7 separate regions of the Mus musculus genome follow, and regions 2, 3, 4, 5, 6 and 7 are each linked to region 1. A link is a contact called in public ChIA-PET, HiChIP or PLAC-seq and promoter capture Hi-C data. All regions are on one chromosome and are shown on one strand. Each heading gives the region's core, a stretch centred on a gene start, on an enhancer-like site or on the middle of the called end of the contact. The rest is flanking DNA. Distances are from core to core; before and after follow the strand shown. Region 1 holds the start of Atp6v0e (ATPase, H+ transporting, lysosomal V0 subunit E). Region 2 overlaps Itpr3 (inositol 1,4,5-triphosphate receptor 3). Region 3 holds the start of Ggnbp1 (gametogenetin binding protein 1). Region 4 holds the start of Uqcc2 (ubiquinol-cytochrome c reductase complex assembly factor 2). Region 5 holds the start of Itpr3 (inositol 1,4,5-triphosphate receptor 3). Region 6 has its middle 47 kb from the start of Neurl1b. Region 7 has its middle 17 kb from the start of Bak1.

Evidence for each region. Promoter capture Hi-C pulls out the DNA fragments that hold promoters and counts their contacts. ChIA-PET counts read pairs in DNA pulled down with a chosen protein or histone mark. HiChIP or PLAC-seq counts read pairs in DNA pulled down with a chosen protein or histone mark. Capture Hi-C pulls out chosen DNA fragments and counts their contacts.
Region 2: an H3K4me3 HiChIP or PLAC-seq map of bone marrow-derived macrophages shows a contact between it and region 1, with 3 times the contacts expected there. The contact joins the enhancer-like site here to the promoter of Atp6v0e in region 1. A contact is called at or near these places in 1 of 39 promoter capture datasets (pre-B cells), 2 of 484 Hi-C or Micro-C datasets (B cells and myocytes) and 2 of 115 datasets of contacts at active chromatin or transcription factors (bone marrow-derived macrophages and pancreatic cancer cells).
Region 3: a contact with region 1 is called in a promoter capture Hi-C map of pre-B cells, with 4 times the contacts expected there. The contact joins the promoter of Ggnbp1 here to the promoter of Atp6v0e in region 1. A contact is called at or near these places in 6 of 39 promoter capture datasets (the SN4741 cell line, hematopoietic stem and progenitor cells, hippocampal neurons and 3 more), 2 of 484 Hi-C or Micro-C datasets (the N1E-115 cell line and regulatory T cells), 6 of 115 datasets of contacts at active chromatin or transcription factors (the 230-238 cell line, T-cell acute lymphoblastic leukemia, embryonic stem cells and 2 more) and 1 of 9 other capture datasets (macrophages).
Region 4: a promoter capture Hi-C map of pancreatic islet shows a contact between it and region 1. The contact joins the promoter of Uqcc2 here to the promoter of Atp6v0e in region 1. A contact is called at or near these places in 6 of 39 promoter capture datasets (the 3T3-L1 cell line, the C10 cell line, the SN4741 cell line and 3 more), 2 of 484 Hi-C or Micro-C datasets (the N1E-115 cell line and double positive thymocytes), 3 of 115 datasets of contacts at active chromatin or transcription factors (large pre-B cells, pancreatic cancer cells and pro-B cells) and 1 of 9 other capture datasets (pancreatic islet).
Region 5: an H3K4me3 HiChIP or PLAC-seq map of pro-B cells shows a contact between it and region 1, with 5 times the contacts expected there. The contact joins the promoter of Itpr3 here to the promoter of Atp6v0e in region 1. A contact is called at or near these places in 1 of 484 Hi-C or Micro-C datasets (B cells) and 4 of 115 datasets of contacts at active chromatin or transcription factors (embryonic stem cells, large pre-B cells, pancreatic cancer cells and 1 more).
Region 6: a FOXA1 HiChIP or PLAC-seq map of pancreatic cancer cells shows a contact between it and region 1. The contact joins the enhancer-like site here to the promoter of Atp6v0e in region 1. A contact is called at or near these places in 3 of 115 datasets of contacts at active chromatin or transcription factors (bone marrow-derived macrophages, double positive thymocytes and pancreatic cancer cells).
Region 7: an RNA polymerase II ChIA-PET map of memory CD8 T cells shows a contact between it and region 1, with 10 read pairs. The contact joins the enhancer-like site here to the promoter of Atp6v0e in region 1. A contact is called at or near these places in 3 of 39 promoter capture datasets (the 3T3-L1 cell line, the C10 cell line and liver), 3 of 484 Hi-C or Micro-C datasets (the N1E-115 cell line, erythroblasts and regulatory T cells), 8 of 115 datasets of contacts at active chromatin or transcription factors (the 230-238 cell line, the SCID.adh cell line, T-cell acute lymphoblastic leukemia and 4 more) and 1 of 9 other capture datasets (macrophages).

The regions. Positions count from the first base shown.
Region 1 is chr17:26,674,759-26,678,085 of GRCm38.p6, forward strand. It overlaps Atp6v0e (ATPase, H+ transporting, lysosomal V0 subunit E), which reads left to right and starts at 1,638. Exons shown (of 4, transcript NM_025272.2): 1 at 1,638-1,820. The coding sequence starts at 1,717.
Region 2 is chr17:27,072,826-27,076,078 of GRCm38.p6, forward strand. It overlaps Itpr3 (inositol 1,4,5-triphosphate receptor 3), which reads left to right. Exons shown (of 58, transcript NM_080553.3): 2 at 273-343. Among named protein-coding and RNA genes, the nearest start is that of Mir7677, 17 kb to the right of the region's middle. Within about 2 kb of position 1,621, at least 76 of the 459 cell types and tissues checked have an H3K27ac peak or open chromatin away from gene starts, as enhancers often do. A contact at or near this core is called in B cells and bone marrow-derived macrophages, where this site is marked.
Region 3 is chr17:27,027,356-27,031,017 of GRCm38.p6, forward strand. It overlaps Ggnbp1 (gametogenetin binding protein 1), which reads left to right and starts at 1,904. Exons shown (of 6, transcript NM_027544.2): 1 at 1,904-2,591; 2 at 3,321-3,445. The coding sequence starts at 2,104. Bak1 (BCL2-antagonist/killer 1) reads right to left here and starts at 1,272. Exons shown (of 6, transcript NM_007523.3): 1 at 1,056-1,272.
Region 4 is chr17:27,132,293-27,135,808 of GRCm38.p6, forward strand. Uqcc2 (ubiquinol-cytochrome c reductase complex assembly factor 2) reads right to left here and starts at 1,599. Exons shown (of 4, transcript NM_026063.2): 1 at 1,448-1,599. The coding sequence starts at 1,585.
Region 5 is chr17:27,055,729-27,059,307 of GRCm38.p6, forward strand. It overlaps Itpr3 (inositol 1,4,5-triphosphate receptor 3), which reads left to right and starts at 1,576. Exons shown (of 58, transcript NM_080553.3): 1 at 1,576-1,946. The coding sequence starts at 1,858.
Region 6 is chr17:26,366,202-26,369,703 of GRCm38.p6, forward strand. No RefSeq gene overlaps it. Among named protein-coding and RNA genes, the nearest start is that of Neurl1b, 47 kb to the right of the region's middle. Within about 2 kb of position 2,085, at least 68 of the 459 cell types and tissues checked have an H3K27ac peak or open chromatin away from gene starts, as enhancers often do. A contact at or near this core is called in pancreatic cancer cells, where this site is marked.
Region 7 is chr17:27,010,249-27,013,739 of GRCm38.p6, forward strand. No RefSeq gene overlaps it. Among named protein-coding and RNA genes, the nearest start is that of Bak1, 17 kb to the right of the region's middle. Within about 2 kb of position 1,868, at least 126 of the 459 cell types and tissues checked have an H3K27ac peak or open chromatin away from gene starts, as enhancers often do. A contact at or near this core is called in the 230-238 cell line, the SCID.adh cell line, T-cell acute lymphoblastic leukemia and 5 more, where this site is marked.

The sequences.
Region 1 (3,327 bases), core at 388-2,887:
ACTAAAAATCTCTCTGTAAACCAGGCTAGCCTTGAATCCACAGAGATTCACCTGCCTCTGCCTTCTGAGTGTTGCTTTTAAAGGTGTGTACCACCATCACCTGACATAAATTACATGACTATTTTAAAGAAACAAATTATTTCAGATTACTAATGGTGAGCTGAGTGACTATCAAGACATGACCAATAGATGGACCTCCACTTCAAATTGAGTTCTGAGTCTAGTTTGGCCTGTTCCTAACTGCATGGTTCTGCCAGCCTTCACCTTCTAAATTCTGGGATTAAAAGTATGCGGCCACTACAGCTGGCTCAGTTAAAGTCTGAAAATCATTTGCAAAGATGGTACAGCTGCTGAAGGGTCCAATTAATTCAGGAATCCATTCTACTTGATGAAGAAATCAGGAGAGGTGGCTACTACGGGGAAATGGATCCACAGCCAGCACACTGGATTCAGCTGCCAGATCTCCCTTTTCATCTTGCTCTGTCTGCAAGCTTCTGCAAAACCAACCTCAGCTCAGCATGGTGCTTCACTGGCAATCCCAGCATTTGGGAGCTGTTGTGTTCCTCATAGCAAGTCCCTGGCCCCAAGGGAAAAAAAAACCTCCAAGAATTGCTCCCCTCCTCTGTGTCTCAGGAAGTTCATGGTGCAATGAGCCTACAATTCTGGCGAGCCACAATGATATTTCTGGCTAATTCCTATTCTTGTTTGTTTGTTTGTTTGTTTCGAGACAGGGTTTCCCTGTGTAGCCCTGGCTGTCCTGGTACTCACTCTGTAGAGCAGGCTGGCTTCGAACTCAGAAATCTGCCTGCCTCTGCCTCCTGAGTGCTGGGATTAAAGGCGTGTTCCACGATGCCCGGTGATAATTCCTATTCTTTTTTTTTTTAAGATTTATTTATTTATTATATGTAAGTACACTGTAGCTGTCTTCAGACACACCAGAAGAGGGAATCAGATCTTGTTACAGATGGTTGTGAGCCACCATGTGGTTGCTGGGATTTGAACTAAGGACCTTTGGAAGAGCAGTCGGGTGCTCTTACCTGCTGAGCCATCTCACCAGCCCCGATAATTCCTATTCTTATTGAAACTGTTGTGACAACTGGCGGGAATGCAAAGTAGGGCCTGGTCATCCTCAGCTGTCCATCTTCTCTGGAGATGTGACCTCTCTCAGATGGCTGTCAGATTTACTTCTGTAACTCAGACCCTGGCACTCTGTACAAGACACACAGCAGCACCAACGATTAAGAGCCTTACAACCGTGAAGTTACTTACAATGCGACTGTGATTCTTCACTTGCAGCAGAGATGGCGATTGTGAGTAGTTCATGGGCTATGGAAGAATGCAAAGCAGGAGCCTAGCATACAAGACTCTAGAACAGTAGTCCACTATTGTAGGTTTTACTTATTTATGTCTGCGCGTAAAATATAGATAAAACTGTAAATGACACATCACCAAAATGGGCCTAAGTTCTTTCCAGAAAACTCTGCTGGTCCCCTCCCCGGTGGCTGGAGGTTCATCTCAGTCAAGCCCCATGGAACCACAGCCTTGAGACTAGCCAGGTAAGGGCGGGGCTCTAGTCTAAGGGGCGGAGTCCGACGGTCGAGTCACGCCGCGCGCAAAGGGCGGGGCTTTAGCGCGCCGATCACGTGAGCCTCTGTTGACACTTCCGGGTGGGACGAGAGCGAGGCTCCGGACCGATTCGGCTGCTGGGGCGCAGGCATGGCATACCACGGCCTTACTGTGCCTTTGATCGTGATGAGCGTGTTCTGGGGCTTCGTGGGCCTCCTCGTGCCCTGGTTTATCCCCAAGGGTCCTAACCGGGGGTAAGTGCGCCAGGTCCAAGGTGGTGGGAGCGGAGGACCCCGGTGGGAGGATCACGGAGAGAAGGATCGTACGTGGAGGACTACGGCGGGAGGATGAGGCGGGGTGGACCACAGAGGGGAGGACCGCATGCGCTCCTCAGAGCCTGTCAACGTCCCCGGCTGGAGGGTGAGGTCACCTTTGGCGGCCCCTCCCGGAAGTGAATTTTAGGGAGTGCTTTTTGTCTTGATGGACTAAAAGTGTGCACTTCGACTGAAGAGAAATTAGGGCGCCTCCCAAGCCACTGTCGCTGCTTTGGTTCTGTCTTTGATGCACGGGAGGCTTTTTGCCTAAACCTCAAAGAAAGGGATCTGAGAACAGAAATCTCCCTCTCGCCCCCTTGCTGTCGCAGTTTCGGACTCAGACAAGCTTGATGCAGAGCGTTAAGTTCAGCCTTTGCAGCTAGTGGGCCCAACCCAAGCCAGGGTGAGCCTGATCTAAACGAGGTTAAATCACCCAGAGCTGAAGGCATTGTGTAGAAACCTCTGCGTCATACCTTCCAGGGCGCTCCTGCCCTTACTTGTAAACAGTATTTACAGTGGTTGGCCAAGATTTTCATTCCCCCATCTAAGGTTTGCAGAATACCGTTTTCTCTGTTTGGAGATAAACTTCTGTATTGCAGTGTAAAAACAAACCTTTTCAGAGGAGCCTAGGGCACCCTCTTTCTAGTTCCTCTTTTGAATTAAGTAATTTTTTCCCTCTCACTCAAGATCATGTGGAGGTGACACTTGATCTTAAGTAGTAGTGTGTCAGAAACGTCTCTTGCTTTAATGGTTAGACACTGAATGGTGGGTACATAGTGTTTAGCTCCACAACACTTTGTAGAGTAGACAATGTTTACTGAGTGGGCCATTTTGATTAGAGAAAGTTTTACTGTGGGTTTCTTTGTTTTGGGGGGGCTTTGGGGGGTTTGTTTGTTTGTTTGGGGGGGGGGTCAAGATAAGGTTTCTCTGTGTAGCCCTGGCCATCCTGGAACTCACTGTGTAGACCAGGCTAGCTCAAACTCAGAAATCCACCTGCCTCTGCCTCCCAAGTGCTGGGATTAAAGGTGTGCGCCACCACGCCCAGCTGAAGTTTTACTGTTTTGTGATATTGGCTTCTATTACTGTCTGGAATACACTGACTTTTAACAGTGTTTTTTCTATTAGCCTAAGAAAGCACTTTTAAAGATGTATGTATTATTTTATGTATATAAGTGTATAGCTGCATGTATGTAAGGGCATCATGCGTGCAATGTCCACAGAGGCATTTGGATCCCTTGGAATTGGAGTTACAGATGGTCATTAGCTGTCACGTGGGTGCTGGGACTTGAATCTAGGTCTTCTGGAAGAGCAAGTGTACTTAACCAAAGAGCCATCTCTCCAGGTCGCAATTAAATGGCTTTTGAAAGGGAAATGATAGGTGAATATCTGTCCTTTGCAAGCATCAGGGAGGCTCCACTTCTCAGTAACAGTCCTACAGCGTCATCTG
Region 2 (3,253 bases), core at 371-2,870, 400 kb after region 1:
GGTGGGTGTATGGGCAGAAGGTGGGGAAGGGGACATGGATGGATACCCTCCAGGGATGCAGGATTCAGTTCCCAGCCATGGCTAGAAGAAGGAATTTCAGACCCTAGCTTGGGTCCTAGCTGAGACTGGGAAGTATGAACTTTATTGTCCTGTCTGTCTGTCTGTCTGTCTGTCTGTCTGTCTGTCTGTCGTTTTTCATCCCATTTGCTGTTCCCTGCTCCAAGGGACATGAGTTTCTTCCCTCCCTCTAACCCGGCTGCTCTATCTCCTAGGCTGGTGGATGACCGTTGTGTGGTGGAACCTGCAGCTGGGGACCTGGACAACCCCCCCAAGAAGTTCCGAGGTAAGACCTCCACTCCAGCTGTGAGCATCCCTCCCGGGCCACAGGGTCCTAGTACCAGGTCTGTTGACACCAGTCTGCCTGAGACCATCCTCTGTGATCCGTGTCGACCCCAACTGCATTGACTCAGTGTGGTACATTTCTGCTTTTCCATCCAAGACCACACCCCCTTTCCTGGCACACCCACTTCTGGCCAGGGGCCCAATCTTTCCCGAATTCCCTGCCACTCACCCTTACAAGTCTACAGGGTTTTCTTTGTCTGTCTGTCTGTCTGTCTGTCTGTCTCTCTCTCTCTCTCTCTCTCTCTCTCAAAGGGAATAAAGAAGCTGGGAAAGACAATTGCTTAGGCCTCAGAGGCTCAAAGGAGAACTCTTTCCTGTGCCTCAGTTTCCCCATGTGTGAGGTGAAGGGACTGGACTTTTAGCCCTGGCTGTCCTGGAGCTCACTTTGTAGACCAGGCTGGCCTCGAACTCAGAAATCCGCCTGCCTCTGCCTCCCGAGTGCTGGGATTAAAGGTGTTCGCCAACTCTGAATATCCACCTGCCTCTGGCGGTGTGTGTGTGTGTGTGTGTGTGTGTGTGTGTGTGTGTGTGTGTGTGTCTCCTCCTGGGTAAAACCCCAGGGCCCAAGCATGGCTTCATTCTGTGGCCTGGTCAAGTGTTGTCCCTCAAGGGGCCTCCTATCCTCCATGGTAGAAGGCAACACAGCCCTGGCAGTGGCAGGGTTGGACACAGGGATCACCTGGTTGTTCTTGGGCCAAGCAGTGGATTACCTAAAGGGCTGAGGCTGCCATGCGCCAGACAGCTGGTGCCTGGGCGTGGTGCGAGCAGGCAGGAACACGCCAGTGTGACGCCACCGGGTCTGCAGAGCAGTTGCTCTTCTGGCCAGGGGTGGACTCCATCCTTTGGCTGCTTGCTCCTGGAGACCCTGGCCTGCAGAGGGCCCCGAGGCAGTTCTTCCCCCACGCATGTGTCTATCACTGCACTGCTGTGTCAGGGCTTTGTCTAAGTCGATGTCCTGGGTTGAAGTGTGCCTCAGCAGCTGTGTGGGAGTGAGCCTTGAGCCCTCCCCCCTACCCCCACCAGCCTTCCTCTGCCCCGACTACAGTCATACCTGGTTCTACATTGTCCACTCTCCCTCCGGCTACACCAGCCTCCTCCACTTAGTGACGAGCCAGCCCTCACCCCCTCACTTGCTGTCTGTCCCCTCTGCCCTGCTTGCCCCCACCTCTCACTATGCTCAGCTTCCTCCTGGCTCAAGGTCCCTGGCTCTGGTGTGGCTTTCTCTGACTTCTGTTCCTCTTCTGTTTAGTTTTCTGCATCAGTTGAGCCCAGCATGCTCTGTGTTCTGTGTAACTCACTTCTCCTTCTCTCTCAAAGCCCATTTCTCTCAGGCTTTTAGCTGGGTGAGTTCAGATTTAACTGCGAAGCCGAGATGGTTCTGAACTTCTGATGCATCCCGGTGCTGACATTTTTTTACCGTGTATGGGCGTCACTGCAGGTCACAGGGCACGTGTGGAGGTCTGGGGATGACTTTCAGGGAATCTTTCTCTTCTGGTCTGGGGATTGAACTCCAGCCAGGCTTGTAAGTTAAGCTCTGTCGCCCGCTGAGCTACCCAGCCTCTGGTGTTCTGGTTTGTCATTTGTGTCCCTTACTAGAACATTGGCTCTGCAGGGACAGGATTTTAGTCTGGCTTTTTGTGTTTCTGGTTTTATTGGCAATTTCAGTCTCCTAGCTCTTTGGGCAAGTGGGGAAAGGAAGGGAGGGAGGGAGGAAGAAGAAAAGAGAGAGGAATGTGGGAGAGAGCAGAAAAAAATGAAGGTCCCCTGGGGCCCCTGGCTGCTGCCAGCACAGGGAAGGACTGTGCACAGAGGTGTGTACCGTCATCGGCCTATGGAGTGACAGGAAGGTGACAGAGAAGTGGGTGCGGTAGGGGAAGATACGCCCTTGGCTTCCAGCAGACAATCTGGGGCCAGCTTTTGACAACAAGAAGGCCACTTAGAAGAACAAACACCCCCTTGCCTGGTTTCTTTCCCACACCTCCATCTCTGTCACTTCCCAGGGCTTGGGAACAGGGACTCCTGAGATCCTCCTGGCGTCCCTGGCTTGGCCTGTACAGCCGAGCATGGCAGGGACCCAGGCTCCACTTGGTCCTGCTGAGCCCGAAGGATTCTGGTCTTGGACAGGGTCTGTTCTCCGCAGCTCCCAGAGGGCAGGTGCAAGTCTCGGCATTAGAACTCAGGACCAGACTCAGGGCTCCAACCTGAGACTGAAACACCTCACTTGCCTGAGGCCTGCCATTTGTGGTTTTAGCACCGCTGTGGGATGTGTGTGTGTGTGTGGGGGGGTGTCGAGGCAGACATTTAGAAGTTGTCAGGTGGTTATCAGACTGTTCAGGGAGCCCCGGGTGTTCTGCCCTCCCGTCTTGGGGTGAGACCTGTCACCGCAGAGGACTCTTGTTGCCCACAGCTCATTGTTCACTGTGCCCTTTGAGCTCCCACCCAGGTCCCTGCTGACTTCTAGGTTCTTCAGTGGGACCGGTAAAGCCCCGTCTGCTTTGGCTCCTCGTGTGTTCTTTCAGCTCCAGCCACCGCTTGCATCACCCCAAGCCTCAGCTTGTCCAGGGAATTCTTTCCAGTCTTGGCAAGGGATGCCCAGGCTGCTGGTGCTAGAGGTGCCGTCTACCAGCTCAGCCCCCTGGTGCCCACTCTGTGCTACGGGTGTTGATCCACGTGGTACCTCCCTTCCTTAGCCCATTCCCCTTTTCCTCCCGTGAGGGAGGGGGCACCGGTGGGGGAGGGCTCGGCAGCCTTGCATTAGGGGACGTTCAGGAAGCTCAGAGCGCACTCCTTCAGGCACAGACACCTGGACTCAGTGGGTTGAGGTCATCTTATGGCTCAGACCAGTGAGAGG
Region 3 (3,662 bases), core at 654-3,153, 350 kb after region 1:
ATACTCTTTGGTGCTGTCTTCTTTGGTTATTGGTTTATTTATCTACCTACCTACCTGTCTATTTGTTCATTTCAGACAGGTTCCCTCTAGGCAGCCTGAGGAAAGTCTTGTATCCCTGATCCTCCTGACTCAGCCATTGGCTGGCTGGTGTTATAGCCACACCCAAGCCCGTTTTCCTCTTTGACCTGTCTCAGAGTTCGGTTAGTTCCTGAGGCAAGACCTTTCACTTTCAGTTTGCACCCTTTCAAGAGTTCCCACCCCTATGTGGGCCACCTCCATCACTGCAGGAAGCACTCTTTGAAAAGGGGTGGGGGAGGGCCGGCTCCCCTTCACCTCCCTCTTCATTGATGGAGACAGGGTGAGCAGACAGACCCTCCTCTTGCCATCCCTGAGAGCCAGGCCTCATCAAGACAACCCTCTGCTGGGCATAGTCTACCCAACGGCTCCTTCCGGGATAGGGTGCTCTTCCTGGTACCTTGTAATCCCAGGCCAGCAGGGCCAGGGGACGCTGACTTCATCCACATCTCTCTCTCTCAAAATAATAATAGTAATAATAACACCACCCTGGAGGCTTACTGTTAGAGAGCAGGAAGAGTCTCAGAAAAGCCCTCCACAGCCAGTGCTGCCCTGGCCCACCTGGCCCCCATCCAAGTCGCCTTGACTTCCCATTATGTCCACTGGCTGGGCCCAGGATGCATGTTCCTCACAACCGACCACTAGGCTGTACCTAGAATCATTCTGGGGGAGGACTGTCCGTGTCCTGGTACAGCAGGGAGTATCAACCGTATAATTTCTGTCTCTGTTCATGACCTTGACCCTCCCCTCCTTCCACATAAAAGTCCAGGGCCACCAGAACCGGGCAGGAAGGGGCGCTTCTGATGTATAGCCAGAGGCCCTGTGTGAACCATGCCTGCAGCTTCCCTTTCAGAACCTCCCAGGGAAGCCACATCAAGGCCTCCCTCCTCACCGGGTTGCCGATGGAGGTTTCTGCCCCACCCTGGGCCAGAATTGCCCAGGATTAGGACGGTGGGATTTGGCACTGGCTGCCCGTGTACCTGAATGACTCTGCTCCAGATGTGGGATGGCTCAGCCGTGCAAAGACGAAGACCCCGAAGGGCTTGCTGGCTGCTTCCAGGGGCCAAGGTTTCAGGCCTGACTGGCAGGAACTGGTATCAGTGGATTCATGGTGCTGGATGCCGCCTCGGGTTGCCTCTTGGCCCAGGAAACCTCGCGACTTTGTGACCATAGAGGAGGTCCCAGCTCCCGGCAATGACCAGCTCCCTCTAGAGGAAGTTCTCGGTGGCCGCCGGATGCAGGCGCTCAGGGAGGCTGCTGCTTAGGGGAAGGTCCTCGGCCGGGCTTGGAAGCAGCTACAGCCTCCCCTGCCTGCCCTGTCCCAGCCAAGGGGAAAAGCGTTCTGTTTTCTGCCTTTCCTGTCTCTGATTCCCGGGCCTCCTCTTCCATCTTCTCCCTCTAGTGAAAAGCAAACCACAGACAACAACAAAAACCAGGATGAGCTGACCTGCAGTCCCAGCGTTCAAGAGGCTGAAGCAGGAGGATCATGAAATAGAGGCCAGCCTGTGCTACTAACACCCTAAAAGAGAGGAGGAGGAGGGGGAAGGGGAGGAAGAAGAGGAGGAGGAGGGGCAGCTCAGAATTTGTGCTGTCCTAGATCCCTGCAGCCTGGCAGCTGCAGGGACTGATCTCAAACCCAGAGTAAACAGGAGTTTATGGATAGACAGGAGCATATGATGTCCTGTTCTCAGCGTGTGCACCCTCCTCCCCCCCCCCCCCGGCCGCCCTATCTGCCTTCAGCCAGGCTTCCACAGCCTGTGGGTGCTGTTGTGTTATGTCTCACCATCCCTCAATCTCCAGCCTTCCTCTGAGACCTGCTGAGCTGGACCCTGGCTAGCTCCCTCTACCCCTCTACCCGCTTTCCTTCCAGTAGACCCCCCCCCACCAGCCTCCAGTTATAGCCTCCCCCCACCCCCACCTCCTCTTTGCCTTCTAGAACTTCTGGAAGTTTCCAACTGGAGGTTTCTGCTAGCAGTTGGTCCTGGGCTGGCTGCCATGGCTTCTCCCTGAGTCGGGGTCCCACTCAGGATGGCAGCCCCGGCGCGGACCCCTCGGTCACGGATCTTAGGCTGCTCCTCCATGCTGCGCTTTCTCCGAAACCTGGTGGGGAGTAAGGGCGGTTCTAAGAGCACTAACAAGCCCCTGACCAGGAGCCAGCCCAGCTCCTCATGGGAGCAAGATGTTGTCTCCCCAATGATGGGCCACCAGGGAGGTCGTGGGAGGAAGGAGCCCCGGGCCAAGGTCCACTCTGCAGCTTCCTCTAATGGGAAGAGGGAGCCCCCGCCCAGGGTTCTCTCTGCAGCTCCCTCCAACCCGAGGCATGATGCCTTTGAGCTGGGCACTGGGGACTCAGGGTCCCAGACCCTCACCTCCAAGGATGTCCCGAAGCTAAGGGCCCAGGGTGTTGAGGTAACATCAGTTCCTCTCAGAGGAACCTGGGAGGTTCTGGAGCAGCTACCTGAGAAGAAAGGAGAGGAGGAGGAGCCAGTAGGGGAGGTCTCCGGGGCCTCAGACAGGTGAGGGGCTGGTGCTGCTGGTGCTAGGGCTGGTGGGGTAGCCTGATCTAGCTAGAACAGAAGGAGGATGCAGGCATGAGGGCCATGACTAGAAGCCCACAGCTGTAATGGGCTGGGGTAAGGGGTCCTGAATAGTGAAAGCCATGAGGGACAGTTAAGGGTCCCAAGGGAGGGAGGGTCAGCAAACAGGGCTGTGTGAGGAGTGGCTGGGAACTGAGGTGTGGCTTCAGAGTGGAGTACCGCCTGCCTAGCACGGTCCAGGCCTGGGTTTAGTCCCCAGCACAACAAAACACATTGGTGGCACACATCTTTCATCCCAGCACTCAGGAGGCAGAGGCAGGCAGATCTCTGCATTTGAGGCCAGCCTGGTCTACAGCTAGGGCCACACCGAGGGGTATCTTGTCTTGAAAAAACAAAGAACAACCAAAGAAAATATCCTAGAGGCTAGGAAGGGTGCACTAGAGTCTGGACAGAAGTACGCTGAAGTAGGCTCTGCTCCAGCCTGTACCCCTACTTTCCTGCCTGGCTTTCTCTCCCACTGGTCTTAGCAGCAGTTCCCTGTCTGGAAGGTGCCTAGCTCCCCACATCCTATGTCCCCCAGAGGTGGTAGGGAAACCCCTCTGTTAGCTATCCCAGGGAACAGAGCAGGTCCGTGGAGAGACTCAAGGTAGAGTCAGGCCACATTTGTGGGTGTCCCCTGACCCCACCTGACTGTGGCTTTGGGTTTAGGGAGCATTTTGGCCAGGCCCTGGAGACAGAACAAGGATGCTTACAGTGGGTTCCGGGACCACTGGCGCTCACCCCTGGGGCCTTCATCAAGGAGGAAGAGGATGAACACTGCCCAATTGAGTTTGGTAAGGATGCAGGTGGGAGGGGCAGAGGGGAGGGGAGCAGAAATGGATGCCTCTCCTCTAAGACTTCTGGGGGTGGGGGTGGGGCAGGAGCCCAGCAGGGCATGAGGCAGAATCTGAGGTTGGAACCCCACTTGCTCCACGCCGTGTCATGTGACAGAGGAGCATTGCTGGGTATCTCTGCCTACTCTCCTCACCCATAAAATGGACATGGGCAACA
Region 4 (3,516 bases), core at 349-2,848, 460 kb after region 1:
ACACTCCTCACCTCTGACCTCTTACCTAAGCCCTGTGCTCAAATAACCTCCTGCCTACTTGACATTCCACTTGGGAGTTTAAAGCCTCCAACGTCAAATGTGCGATGCACTTCCCACACCCCACCTGCTCCATCTAAGTCTTTCCCGTTTCAGCAACCAGCTGCTCAAGCCAAAAAAAGAAAAGGGGAAATCTGGGAGCTGTCCTTGGTTCCTCTCCTTCACCCCACATCCAGGACACCCGCGCTGCTGATGTGACCCGCACATTATGGTCTGCTTTCTGTTACTTCTGTCTCCTGTGCCACTACCATTATCCAAACCACCACCGGCATCTCTCTCTTCCGGTGCTACCACGGCAGGCTCTCTGCAGCTCCTTGTTCCCCAATGCCAGAGCACCAGAGGAACCTTTGAAAATCAGGGCACGTCAGTCCCCTGACTAAATGTCCCCGGTGGCTTCTCCCTTGCTTCCTGGTAAGATCTGACCCCTAGTGCAGGTGGCTGGGCAGTTAAAAAGAACCTAGGTTTGATTCCTAGTACCCACATGGTGGCTCACAACCACTTCTAACTTCAGTTCCAGGGGATCCAATGCCCTCCTCTGGCCCCAGTGGGCACTGCATTAACAGGGTACAGAGACATATCTGTTGGTAAAAAAAAAAAAAAAAAAATCTGTATTGTGCCTGGCTCCTGCCTTCCTTCAGCTTCAAATCTTAGCTGTAGACATGCCACTCACTACCCGTAGGCTTGCTTTCTTTTCTGTAATATGTCAGTTTGGTTTCCTCTGAAGTGCCTGGCCACCCTTCCCGAAGTGCAGTCAGTGTTCACTGTCTCCCTGCCTCGAGACCGACCTATGTGTAACTTCCTCAGGCAAGCCTCAGGAACCCGACTAATGTTACATTTACCACGATCAGAGTACTCATTGGAACTGTCTTATGAGTCTATTTGTTCCTCGTGTCCTGAATAAGAATCCAAAGGCAAAAGGAGAAAGACCTCATCTAATTCACTGCGATTTCCCTGGAAACTAACCTAGTTCTATGCATGCACATGGCCGTGCTTGGTAAGGTAACCTAAACCTGAGTGGGGCGAGAAGGTCTACTACTCACACAAGGGACCTGTGTGGGAGACTCAGTTTCACAGTGACGGAAGGCAGTGAGGCTTAGCTGGAGGTGTCTGGGGATAGGCTGGGCTCGCAGACACATTAACGATGGTAAGGAAGAAACAACCCCGCCTTACAATTTGACTCTTTAGTGGCATCTGGACCTCAGGGCCGCTTCACTGACTACTACACTGTGCAGACAAGGAAGGAAACTGCGCAGAAGGCGTCGCACTCCGCAGCTAACTGCAAGATGGGTACCTCGCGCACGTGCAGCCTGGCAGCGGCCGACGCATGCGCAGATCCCCCACCCTTGCCGCCCATCGCTTCGACGTGCCCACCCTCCTCCCCTCCGGTCACCTGGGTGTTCTCTCCCTCCCGGAAGGCCTGCGCTACCCGCTGCCGCAGGTAAGCGCCCAAGTCCCGGCCCCGTTTGGTCTCGTCCACTGGCCATTCCTCACAGAGCTTAAGGAAACGCCGGTAGCGGAGAGCGGCCATCTTGGGCCCCGCTTGCCCCGCCCCTGGGGGGGAGTAGTCAAGACCGCAGAGGGCGCGTGCGCACTAAGGCGCACTGGCCTTCCCCGTGGACATGCGCAGTTCTACCAACGGCCCACACCCCTCCAGGCAGCGGCGCTGCTCACCTTTGAGAGCGAGGTCTGAGCTCTTCAGCTTCTTGGTTCTGGTACTCGCCCAGCTCCCAGGGGCAAAGCTAACGCGGTGTACCCTGGGGAAAGCTTTGCTCTTCGTTTTCAATGACTTCACAAGCTCGAGACTGAAAAAGCTTCCCCCGAGACCTCTGCTGTTTTGCATAAACGAAACATTTGCATGTAAATACAGGTTGTTATTGGATGGATATGTGTTTGATCTTAACGTCCGTCGTGTACACATACACACACACACACACACACACCGTCCGTCGTGTACACACACACACACACACACACACACACACACACACACACACACACACACACACAGCTGCCCCACTCACACTCATCACCCTGTACTTATCTCTACCACATGGACCTCTGATAGAGTTCTTTAGCTACATCTCCAGCCTCCCGGTCACATTGCTCACCACATGGAGCGGTTTCTTATGAAGAACCAAAAACATTGTTGCAGCCTGGAAATCTTTAAAACAATTTTTTTATAGTGTGTTTTCTTTATTCTAATATGTATGAGTGTTTACCTGCACCATGTACATGTGTCAGTTCTGGGGACCGAACCTGATTCTCTGTAAGAGCAATAAATGCTCTTAATAACTAATTTCTCTAGCTCTAAGAATGAGTGTTTTTATTATGGCAAAATTTAACATAATATATATATCACATGGGTATCATATGTGTGTGTGTGTGTGTGTGTGTGTGTGTGTGATTTTTCTTTTGAGAAAGAAGGTTTCTCTGTGCAGCCCCAGGTGTCCTGGAACTCACTCTGTAAATTAGTGCTCAATGAATGAATGAATGAACAAAGCCACATTCCAAACTAGGTCTGTCAGACCCTAATGTCTCTCAACATTCACAACCTAGGGAGCAATTCCTGGGGTGGGGGTGGGGCAGCTCACGGGACTGTCTGTCTGGCCAGCCCTTGCAGTGTAGCCGGTAGAGGAAGGGAGACCACAGAAGGAGGCAGTGGGCACGAACTTTCCCTGGCACCCTGGCACCTTTCTCAACCTCTTACCACACTTGTACCTCAGGTGGAAGGGAGAACCATTTGCTGCCATCAAGTTACTCCCCCTACAGCCCAAGACAGGGCAAGGGGTCTCGCCACCCCTGACTCCCAAGTTGGCTGTGGCCAGGCGAGTGCTCTTTAAAGCCATACCTGGGTGGGCCCTTGTGGCTTCCAGCCCACCCGGGGCCCTCAATGCCTGGAAGTAGGGAGTAAATGAACCTCAGGAAAGCCACCCAGCTTCATGGCTAACACAGCTAAGGTGAGGCTGTGTTGGGGCTTGGAACATAATGGGGTGATCAGGGAAATTTTCTAGGGGCATGCCTACCAAGCGCCTCACCTTGGCATGGCACTCCAGCCAAGGTTCCCTTTCCTTACCTCGGGAACTGTGGAGAGTGTTCCCTGTTTAAACCACCCACTGATCTGCTCAGATTAAACCCCTCCCTCCGCCTCCTTCCCACCTCCGCCCAAGACCTGCCTCCTATTGCTACTGAGCCACCCCTGATCTTCCTCCCCCATTTCCCTCTACAGCTGGGTAATATTTCTTTCTCTGTATTCCACAGTGCTGCCTGACACAGCCAAGCTCTGCTTCTTTCCCCACCGTGGGGTGGGGAAAATGAGAAGAGAGCTCTCTGGTAATTTTGCCAGGAGAACATCAGAGATCACACACTAGCACGGGATGTGTGGCTAGGCAGTATAGAGAACCATCCTTTCTTTTCTTCCATTTCATTTTGACTTTATTAATCTGTTCTTATTTATCAGTC
Region 5 (3,579 bases), core at 326-2,825, 380 kb after region 1:
CTGTAGCTGTCTTCAGACACTCCAGAAGAGGGCGTCAGATCTTGTTACAGATGGTTGTGAGCCACCATGTGGTTGCTGGGATTTGAACTCCGGACCTTTGGAAGAGCAGTCGGGTGCTCTTACCCACTGAGCCATCTCACCAGCCCCTGTTTTGATTTTTTAAATTAATTAATTAATTTTTATTTTATGTGCATTGATGTTTTACCTGCATGTATATCTGTGTGAGACCATCAGACCTCCTGGAACTGGAGTTACAGACAGTTGTGAGTTGCCATGTGGGTGGTGGGAATTGAACTTGGATCCTCTGGAAGTGTAGGCAATGCTCTTAACCACTCAGCCATCTCTCCAGCCCATTCTTACATTTATTTGAGGCAGACTCTCACGTGCCCTAGGTAAACCTCGAACTTACTATGCGACCTTTAACTCCCAGTCCTCCTGCCTCTACTTCCCCATTAAAGGCTTGGCTAACCACTACCACCAGTTCTAAGGGTCTTGGTAAAAATCCCCTGCACTCAAGAACTCTCGGTGCAGGTCAGCAGCTGTCTCACGGCTGGCGGCTGTCTCCACCCCTCCTGGGTCTCTTCCTGCTTCTGTCTCCAGTCCCCTCCTCCTTTTCTCCCAGGGACAAACGCCCCCATCCCCGCCCCTCAGGAAATAAGGGGGGCTGGGTGGGAGGGAGCAAACGTGACCAAAGGGGGTGGTGGTGGCGCATTCTTATCTCAGGAGTTCAAACCAAAGCTCTAGGAGGAAGCAAACGCCCAGCCTCCGTGGCGCAGAACAGAAAGTAGTCAACTTGGCGATGAGTTTGAGGGCTGAACTTTGTGAGCAAGGGCCCGCTACGAGAACTTGTTTCAGTGGGCGCTGGGGTGCACTATTAACTAGAGGAGGTAATGCTCTCCCCCTCCCAGTATTATTTATTTATTTTAAAGCAAAGACAGAAGGAGCCAAGAGAAACTGGAGCCAATTCCTCCTGGAGAGGGAGCGGCTGAACTGATTCGGAAGTTGGATCTCTTTGTACACAGGAATGTGGGGAGAAAGAGAGTGAGAGAGAGAAACCCCAACAAGGACAATTAAAAAACAAAAAACAAAAAAAAACCCAAACCCACCCCATTGCTTCATTTCCCCTCCAAGTCAAAGCACTTTCTATTGTGCAATGAAAAGACTTTTCATGTTGAGAGAAATGAATCCTGATTTGCAACGCTAAGGGCTTGAGCGCGCATCCAGGCGCAAGACGGTTCTCAGCTGGGCGCGGTTGCCGCAGGGTGACCGTGGCCAAGTTCCCGGTGTGCTCAGCCACGCGTGGGCCGCAGGCTAGGCGAGCTGGGGATCTCCGAGGGTGGAGAGCCCCGAAGTGCAGCGCGGTGCTGGTGGACAAGCCGTCTAGAGAACGCCCTAGAGCCTGGGGGTCGTCCGGTGGCAAGCTGGGCGCTTTAGGGGGTGCAGGCGTGCACGCGCGCGGTGTAGAAGAGGCCGAGCCTGGGGCGCGGGTGCACGTGGGAGCCGCGGCGGGGGCGGGGTGGGGTGTGGCCTCCCCGCCTCCCAGGCGGGATTTGCATGTGTGTGGCGGCCCCAGACTTCCTGCTCCTTCCAGGCTGCAGGTACGCGCGGGCCCGGCCGGGCTGGAGGGCTGCGAGCGCGCAGAGACGCAGGCACCTCCTCACCCGGACCCGGGTCGCGCCGCGCCTCCTCGCTCTCTGGTGGCAGTCAGCCTACTCCTGCCGTCCCGATCGTCCGGGTCGCCGGGCTGCGAGGTGGCACTGCGCCCCTCTCCGCCCAGCGCGCCTCAGTCCTCTGCACCGAGCCTGGCAGCTCGCTTCAGGGCGACCTCGTCGCCTCGAGCCCCGGAGGGCCGAAGCCATGAATGAAATGTCCAGCTTTCTTCACATCGGGGACATTGTGTCCCTGTACGCCGAGGGCTCTGTCAATGGCTTCATCAGCACTTTGGGGTGAGTGAGCCTAGGGCAAAGAGAGGGGCATCGGGACCACGGTACCAGCTGCTTGTTTGCCAATGTTCAGTCCCCTGAGCCCTTGATAGAGGCTTGCTTGGACAGCCCAGTCTCCAGAAGCGAAGGGACGCTGGCACCCCTCTCTTAGAGAAAGGAAGTGCGTTGTTTGCTCAGGTAGTAGTCGGGTGCCCTGGGGAGTTCTAGAAGGCGTCAGCGCCCACGAAGCCCGCCACTTCTGGCACACTCTTTTTCTTAACTCATGGCTGAGGGGTTCGGACTTCCTCTGCAAGTGGTCCTCGGGTTATGCAGGTGGCTGGGGCCTGAGTTGGAGAGGGCCTGGGTGTTCTTGTTTGGGATTCGGGGTGGGGTGCTAGGGTTGGCTCAGCCTGAAGCCTGGCACTCACCTCTATAGCCCCATCTTGAATCGGTTTATTTAATTATTTAATTAATCATTTAATTTATTTATTTGGAGAGGTAGCATCTTTTCACTCTCCTTGTGCCCCATCTCCTCTTCAGAGTGTTTTCTTTACCCTCCCTGTCCAGGCAGTCCAGGTCTTGGCCAGCTGGCCCCCCTCTCACCGCCACCCCCTCCTTGTCAATTTCCTGTGTAGCTACTCTGGCGCCCCTGGGTCCCTGGTCCCAGGTTCTCTAGAGCACTTTACAAACATTAATTAATTCTGGCTGTCACCCCCCGGGGTCTGGGCTGGATAAGCAGGGAATTGATTCCATCCCATGCTGGTGCCAGGCCGGTAGCTGGGAGAGGTTAGAATCCCAGTATCTTTTTGGATAGACCCTGAGCACCTCGTTGCTGCAGGGATGGAGGAAGCGCACAAGCCCGGATCTGGTCTTTCTGTCCCATTTTCGGGCAGGTGGGGTGGTAGTGGCTAATGTTCTGGTATCTCACGTTGTCAGCACCATCCAGCTGCTGGCAGGGTGACTCCTCTCTGGGGGCTTTGGAAGTGTGTCAGGAATTCTTTCAAAGTTAGCCCTGCAGGTGGGAGGCTCCTGGCTCCCTTGCTCTCTCCTCTTGGTGGTTGAAATTCAATGTGCTGTAGGGAGGAGAAACCTCCAGGGCCTCTCTGCCTGAGGAGGCTGAGATGGGAGTTCCAGCATCCCTCTCTTCTCCAAGCATCCTCCAGGCTCTCCTACACACCTCCCGGGTCAGATGGAAATTTCTACACACACATCTCCCCATCAGATTTCTCTTCTGAAGTTGCCCAGAGTTGAGGCGTGGAGCCTCGTCTGGGCCAGCATCTTTGCAGGCCTGGCTCAGAGCCCTGCCAGGCAGGGCCCTTCTTGGGGAGCTACAGGGGAACTGCGCAGTCAGCACTAAACATGCTGTCTTGGGATGGGGTGTGTGTTGGGGAGGGAGTGGCAAAGCCAAAGGTGGGAGCCCAGACTCCCCCCAACTCTGCAGATTCTCAGAAGTAGTCACATTTTGTTGATGTGTCTGGCTCAGGGCTGAACACAGGGTAGATGCTATTTAATCACCTTGAGGATTGACAGAGCCAAGGATCTAAGGTCCCTTTTCCTGTCCCCAGGCAGCCTCCATTGTCTGGGAATCCCTCTGCTGGCGCTTTCTCTCTCTCTCTCTCTCTCTCTCATGTATATGTGTTTTGCAGGCATGTATGTC
Region 6 (3,502 bases), core at 835-3,334, 310 kb before region 1:
CAGCTCTGTGTGGGGCTGACTCCTGGCAGAAGGGAGGGAACAGGGAAGCCATATTCAGTCTCTGCTTCTCACAAAAAGCAAAGCAAAGAATAACTGTTGAGCAGCTTGTAGTCTTCAGCCTCAGTGTCCCTGTGTGTCAAGGGCTGCTTATGCTTGAGAGCCTGGTAAGGTGGGATTGCCTTGTCCTTTCCTGGAAGATAAAGGAGATGCCACATGCAGGCTGCAGTATTGTGGACATATTCCCAGGAGCCTGTGGCAGGGCCAGGCGGTTCCTGCTTCTCTAGGGCTCACATTTAGAGCCACATATCCTGGAAGTCGAGGAGATGCCTTTGAGACAGGAAGCCTTTCATTAAGCCACACAGTCAGGTAGCATGCTGTTCAGGAGATCATGGGCATCTCATCCATCCATCATGCAAACAAGTGAGTGGAGGCAGACACTGTGTCAGCAGGGCTTGGGAATCACACAGAACTGGGGTCCTATTTGAGGACCATGGCTTGTCATGGCTGGGATTTGTAGGGAGGGCTCTCAGCCTGAACCTCTGTTCCTGTGTCTGTGGAGGAATAGATGATGTTTGTGGGCTTAGGGGACAGTTCGAAAGCTGGCCATCCACTCAGTAAGGGAGGCTCTTCCCCCTCTAGGCCAGCTTTGCCTGGGGTCTGCAGTGCGATCTATATGGTCTGTTTCCCAGGGGTACGTGACTGCTTGCCAAGGAGCACAGAGTGCAAAGAGCCTGTCCAGGCTTGGGCTCAAACTCCCCTCCCCCTTCTTCTTCTTCTTCTTTTTTTTTTTTTTTTTGCCCTCCTCTGGCAAAGAATATAGTAAGAGCTCGTATGAGGTGCTTGGCTGGGCCAAAGGAAGTCAACTTATGTCAACTGGCTGCAGCTAACTGCAGGTCCATGGGCTCCCTGAGGAGAACTTTTCTCAGAGACCCCATGCTTCTCTATACTGTCAGCATGGCCTGGGACAGGGGCATGAGGGTCAGGGTGGATGTGTAGGGTCAAGCTTGCTCTGCCTTCCCAGAATCCAACAGGCTCTGCCAAGCCAGAGGTAAGATGACACACAGAAGCCAGAGATGAAGCGCCAGGACCTCCAAGCCCTGTGAACCCTGTTTGAGGTTGCTTCTTCTTCCCAGCACGAGACCTCCTGTGTGACAGGAACACAGAAGCCAGAAGGGCTGGCTGGTGACTTTGCCCAAGAGCAGTGCCTTCAGGAGTGTTGGGAGTTTTATTTGATGCTTAAGGGAGACAGTGAATGTCAGCTCAGAGTGACACCTGTCCACATACAGCAGCACAGCTGGGAGGCGTGCCTCTGTGGCTGGGGTTGGGTTGATGACCATCTGGAGGAGAAAGCCCTTGACTAAGCCTCAGAGGAGTACAAAGCATGGAGATGCTCCCACACAGTGTCACCATCCTGGGTCCCATTAGGGTGTGCATTTTCAGAGACCAGAGACGCTGAGCAAGCTGCTCCAGGACACACAGCCCCAGCTATCTGCACTGCCATACTGTGTGTCCCACAGGGCCTCCTAGAGAGCTGCTTCAGAAGCACACTGGCTTGCTGGTGAGGGGCAGGAGACCACATGAGAGTAACCTTTGTAGGTTGGGAACACCTTCACTCCTCAACCGAAAGCCGCCTTCTTCTTTTTTTAAATCACAGATCCACATACTACAGGCTCACTTCCAGACCCCACAGTCCAGGAGACAGCGTGTGCCACCTTTCCCTCTGTGGCTGGAAGTCTCCACAATGTTTCTGCCTCCTCAGGGCCCCGAGGACCAATGGTTCCATGAGACTAGAACACTACAGCTTAGACTGGGGCTCCAGGCTACTAGCTCTCCTCAAAAAAAGAGAGAGAGAGAGAGAGAGAGAGAGAAAGAGAGAGAGAGAGAGAGAGGGAGAGAGGGAGAGAGAGAGAGAAAGAGAGAGAGAGAGAGAGAGAACAGAGAGAACCTTGGAGAATCTGCTCAAGGTAGGGGTTCAGGAGCGGGGAGACAGATGGAAGGAGATCATGCTCCAGGCCTGTAATGTAAGGATAACAAAGTCCTTCAGTGTGGACAGGGGCACTCTGCTGCTTATGTGACAGAGACTCCAGGGACTTTCTGCAGCTGAGACTGGAGACCAAGGGGACGTAGCCCTGACTTGATGGCTCTGACTGGACTGTGGGGAGGTGGAGCTCTGGAGAGGTGGGGGGCAGGAGGCTGAGCACAGCGCCTAGCTGGAGGCAGCTTGGCATCTGGTCTGATCCAGCTGTTGATTTTGGCTCCATATTCAAGACTCCTGAGCCCTAATTACTCACTGTCTTGGGAGCCTGGCAGGGAGCCTGAAAAGGGAGAAGCTGGGCTGGTTCACATCTGATAAGGAGACAGAGGCAGCAGAGCGGGACCCAGAGGCCTGGCTGAAGGAGCTGAGTCTTCTGCCTGTTGTTGGTTTGACTGAGATAGAATCTGCATACAATAAAATTCACAGTTTGGATAAAACCACCCATAAACCCGTAACCCGTTAAACCACACCACAATCAAGATGCAAACCATTTCCAGTAAAGTTTGCTCCTGCCTGGATCTGCTGGCGCCCGCCCACCTGCCCTCCAGCTTAGCAGTCCTTCCCACACACTGCTTCTCGCTTGGAACTTTAATGAATGGGCTGGATAGCTAGATGGGACCGGCTTCTCTGGCAGATGGTGGTCACAAGACCTAGGAGAGACATCTGTGTTGTTCCTAAGTCCGTTCCTTTTCATGGTTGAATTGTATTCCATTTGTATAGACGTGATACCTCTAATTAATCCCATTCATTTATCAATAACATTTTCGGCTGCTTAGGTAAACATGGTTTTTCCCTTCGCTGGTAGATAGCAGGGGATAGTGTTACTGGGGTTAGTGGTAAACACATGCTTAGTGGCGTAAACCAGAGCAGGCATGCCAGTTTTCTCTCTCTGCAATGCTGAGTGTGGTGGTAGTTACCACATCCTCAGGGCCCTGATCTTTACACAACAGGATCTCACTGTGGGTTCAATGCATGCTTCTCTGGTAATTAAAATTGCTGAACACCTTTTAATAGGTTGGTGCCTTTTATATGATTTTGAACTCAAGATTCGCGAGTCCTGAATGAGGTACCCAGCCTTTCCTAGAGGAGATTGTGGACACTCCTGCAGACAGCTCGGGGCCTGGCTCTTGGATGACATGGGTGAACTGCGTAGGACATTCGCTTAATAGGAACACAGAAGCATCTTGTAGAATGTTCTAGAAGCCCGTGTATACACAGCAAGCCCCTCACAGACCTTTCTTCAGGACACTTCAGACAGGTTCCCACGGGAAATGTGTCTCACACACTGGGGTGACTCTTCTCCCTTCCAGGCACCAGAACACCAAGGCCTTTCCGTGCAACCCTGTGAGGGTGATCCTTGTCCCTGTCATGGCTTAGAGCCACACTGTGAGGACAGCCATCTCTAGTGAGCCAGCTTCCCTGATGGATTAAGGGTGGCTGTACCACATTTTGCCAGTAGTGTGGCCC
Region 7 (3,491 bases), core at 618-3,117, 340 kb after region 1:
GAAGGAAATTAGATTTAAGGATCTCTGTCTTCCCCCTCCTCCTCCCCCCCCCCCCCCGCATTCTTCTTTCTCTCCTATCTAGTGATGGGGGGAGGGTGAAACTGGGGGATAAAGGATGGGAAGAAGGACACTTTTACCCTCTTTGGACACCCCGTGGCCACACACACAAGGTGCCTCTTTCTGTGATGGCTCATCCCATTCTTCCTCTAGGTCGGCTCAGATGCTCAAGTTTGACGAGTATGTGTGTGTGAGTATGTGTGTGTACGCTCAAGTGCCATCGTGATTAGAGGACCACTTATGGGGGTCAGCTGTCTCTTAATAAGGATTCTGGGGCTTGGAGGCAAATATCTTTCCCCACGAATCACCCCATGCTCTTCCTTGTTTTTTACATGTTTAGGCGGGCATGGCTTTGGCTGTCCTGGAATTCTCTGTGTAGACCAGGCTGGCCTTAAACTCACAGAGAGCCCCCTGCCTCAGTTATCTGGATGCTGGGATCACAGGAGTGTGTGACTTTGTGGCACAGCACACCAGCATCAGTTCTGATGGTGCAGGTGAGGGCTGGAGCAGGGAGCAGGAGGGGGTCCTTGCATTATAGAATCGTAGGCTACTGGGAGCCATGACGGGACTGTAGCTCTGTTGGTGGAGCAGCTACTTGTAGTGCACAAAGCCTGGATCTGGTTTTCAGGATTCGGTAAGACTCAGCAAGATGGCACCCAAAGAGGGCGCTGACAGTGTTCCACCTCAGCAACTGGGCTTGGTGCCGCATGCCTTTAATCCCGGCACTCGGGAGGCAGTGGCAAGCAGATTTCTGAGTTTCACAGGGTTTCTCTGTGTAGCCCTGGCTGTCCTGGAACTCACTCTGTAGACCAGGCTGGCCTCGAACTCAGAAATCTGCCTGCCTCTGCCTCCCAAGTGCTGGGATTAAAGGTGTGCGCCCCCACGCCTGGCTGGGGGTTTTTTGTTTGTTTGTTTGTTTTTGTTTTTGTTTTTTCGGCCCAGCACACTTACAGACAGTCCCTCAGATGCTGACGTCTGGCCTTAGGACCAATCAGGAACGTCTGAGTTCTCCAGTCCAGCGTGCTTCCTCGTGGGGGAACAATGTGAGACAACTTGCAGGATGATTTTACTTACTTGCCAGATAGACTTCCCATAAATTGGCATGCTGGTTAATTTTAACAGCTTGGAAGTTACATAAACGGCCAACAATAGAGAATCGGTTAAGAATAAAATTCATTATAGTTCCTAAGTATAATGTAAAACTACGTAAAGAACACTAAAAAAAAAAAAGTGTTCTTGTTGGGTGTGGTGCCTATGATCTAGGTGCTCAGGTAAGAGGTAGATAGGATGGAAGAGTTCAAGGCTAGCCTGAGCTACATAATGTGACCAGGACAAGCTGGCCTATAGAGTGAGACCTTGGAGAGAGAGAGAGAGAGGGAGAGAGAGAGAGAGCACCAGGCATGGTAGTGCACACCTTTAATCCCAACGCTTGTGATGCAGAGGCAGGTGAATCTCTGAGAATTTGAGGCCAGCCTTGGCTACAGGGCAAGTTTCAGGAGAGCCAGGGCCACAGAGAAAGAGCTTGTATCTAAAAGCCAAAATAACAAGATAAAAGTGAAAGGGTAGATATTGCCAAAAGAGAAGGTCCCAAAAGGAAGATGGTTTCCCTTTGGAGACATCACAGTGCCTTAGTATAGACTCGGAACTGTCACCAAACACCCAAAAGAAGCAAACTGGGAAAGCTAAATTCTGGATCGGGGTTCGAGAGATGCAGCCCACCCTGGCAGTGGGATGGCCTCACCACCACAGCAGGTGCCACGTGAAGCAGCAGGTCATATCAGGAAGTAGGGATCTAGGGCAGGAAGTAGAGCCTGCCTGCCCATCACCCTGAAGCCCCACCCACACCCAGGGTGGCCAGCTAGACCTCTCTTTCCTCCACAGTTTGAAACAGCGCCACCTGACAGAAATAGGGACTTCTGGTGGAGACTTTAAGAACATGCAGGCACAATAAGTGGTGGTTGTAGTGGGGGTGGGGGGTGGGAGATTTACAGCTCAAGACATAAGGACGGGGCAGCAAAACAGGAAGGAAGGAGCCGTGCTTCTCATCCACGTGCGGATGTGTGTGTGTGTTTGTGTGTGTGTGTGTGTGTGTGTGTGTGTGTGTGTGTGTGTGTGTTTCTGATGGGGTCTCCTGTCACCAGGGTGCCTCCAACTCATGCGTAGCTAAGGATAGCCTTGAATTACTGATCCTTTGATGAGTTGGTTGCTGTGGCTTACCACAGAAACCCTGGTTACAGTAGAGAGGAGCTGATGTGAGCAGTGAGCATTATTAGGAAAGACCCCACGACCTTGGGCAGCTCTGACTGGTGTTAGAGTTGGGGCGCTGCGTTATCAACAGCGCGCTATTGTATTTTTAAAGCTTATTTTGTTTTTAATTATGTGCGCATGTGGGCGCAGACACCCTCAGAGGTCAGAAGAGGGAGTCAGAGCCCCTGGAGCTGGGGGTACAAGGCAGCTGTGACCCCCCTAATGTGCATGCAGGGAACTGAAGTCAGGACCTTCACAATCGCTCTTAACTGCAGCCGATTCTCCACACTCACAATGGAGTCTTGAAGGGACAGAGAGCCTTTAATTCTGAAAGATGAAAGGGGTTTCCGACCCATAAGGTTCCGAGTAAGAGGAGGCGATCTCACATCACGTGATTTAGCCCAGCCTAGCCCACGGGCCAGGAGTCACAAGGCAAGAGAACAGTAGACAAAAGTCAAGTTATAATTCGAGGTTGTCCTCAGTGTAAGTGTCAGGGAGGCTGGGCTTGTTCACAGCTGCAAGTGGGAGGGAGATGACTGAGCTCCGGGAAAGCTGTGAGCCCATTTATCAACCCTGTCCCAGCAGAGGCTGCTGGAGGGGAGGGCCTGATTTCTGAGAGAGAGAAAGGCAGTGAGGAAATCTCTTATCCAACACAGAGACTACATGCAGGCACCACCTTCATGCTCAGAATGTTCTATTTTTGAGACAGCATTGAATGCTGTAGTCCAGGCTGGGCTGGGATTCACAATCCTGCCTCAGTCTCTCAAATAACAGGCTAGCATCCTTCCTTCCTTCCTTCCTTCCTTCCTTCCTTCCTTCCTTCCTTCCTTCCTTCCTCCCTCCCTCCCTCCCTCCCTCCCTTCTTCCCTTCCTTTCATCCTTTCTGTTTATGAGACAGGGTCTCACTATGTGGTGTTGGCTTGGCTGGCCTAGGGCTCACTATGTATATGTAGACCAGCCTGGCCTTGAACTCAGAGATTTGCCTGCATTTGGCTTCTGAGTGTTGGGATTAAAGTCATGCACCACCATGTCCAGCTTTCTTTCTTTTTAAAGATGTATTTATATCTGTGGGTATCTGCAGGTGTGTGACCATGCCTGAGCAGGCCAGAAGTGTGTTAGATCCCCTGGAGCTGTAGTTACAGGTAGTTGGGAACCCAACTTAGGTGCTCTGCAGGGTCAAGTGCTGT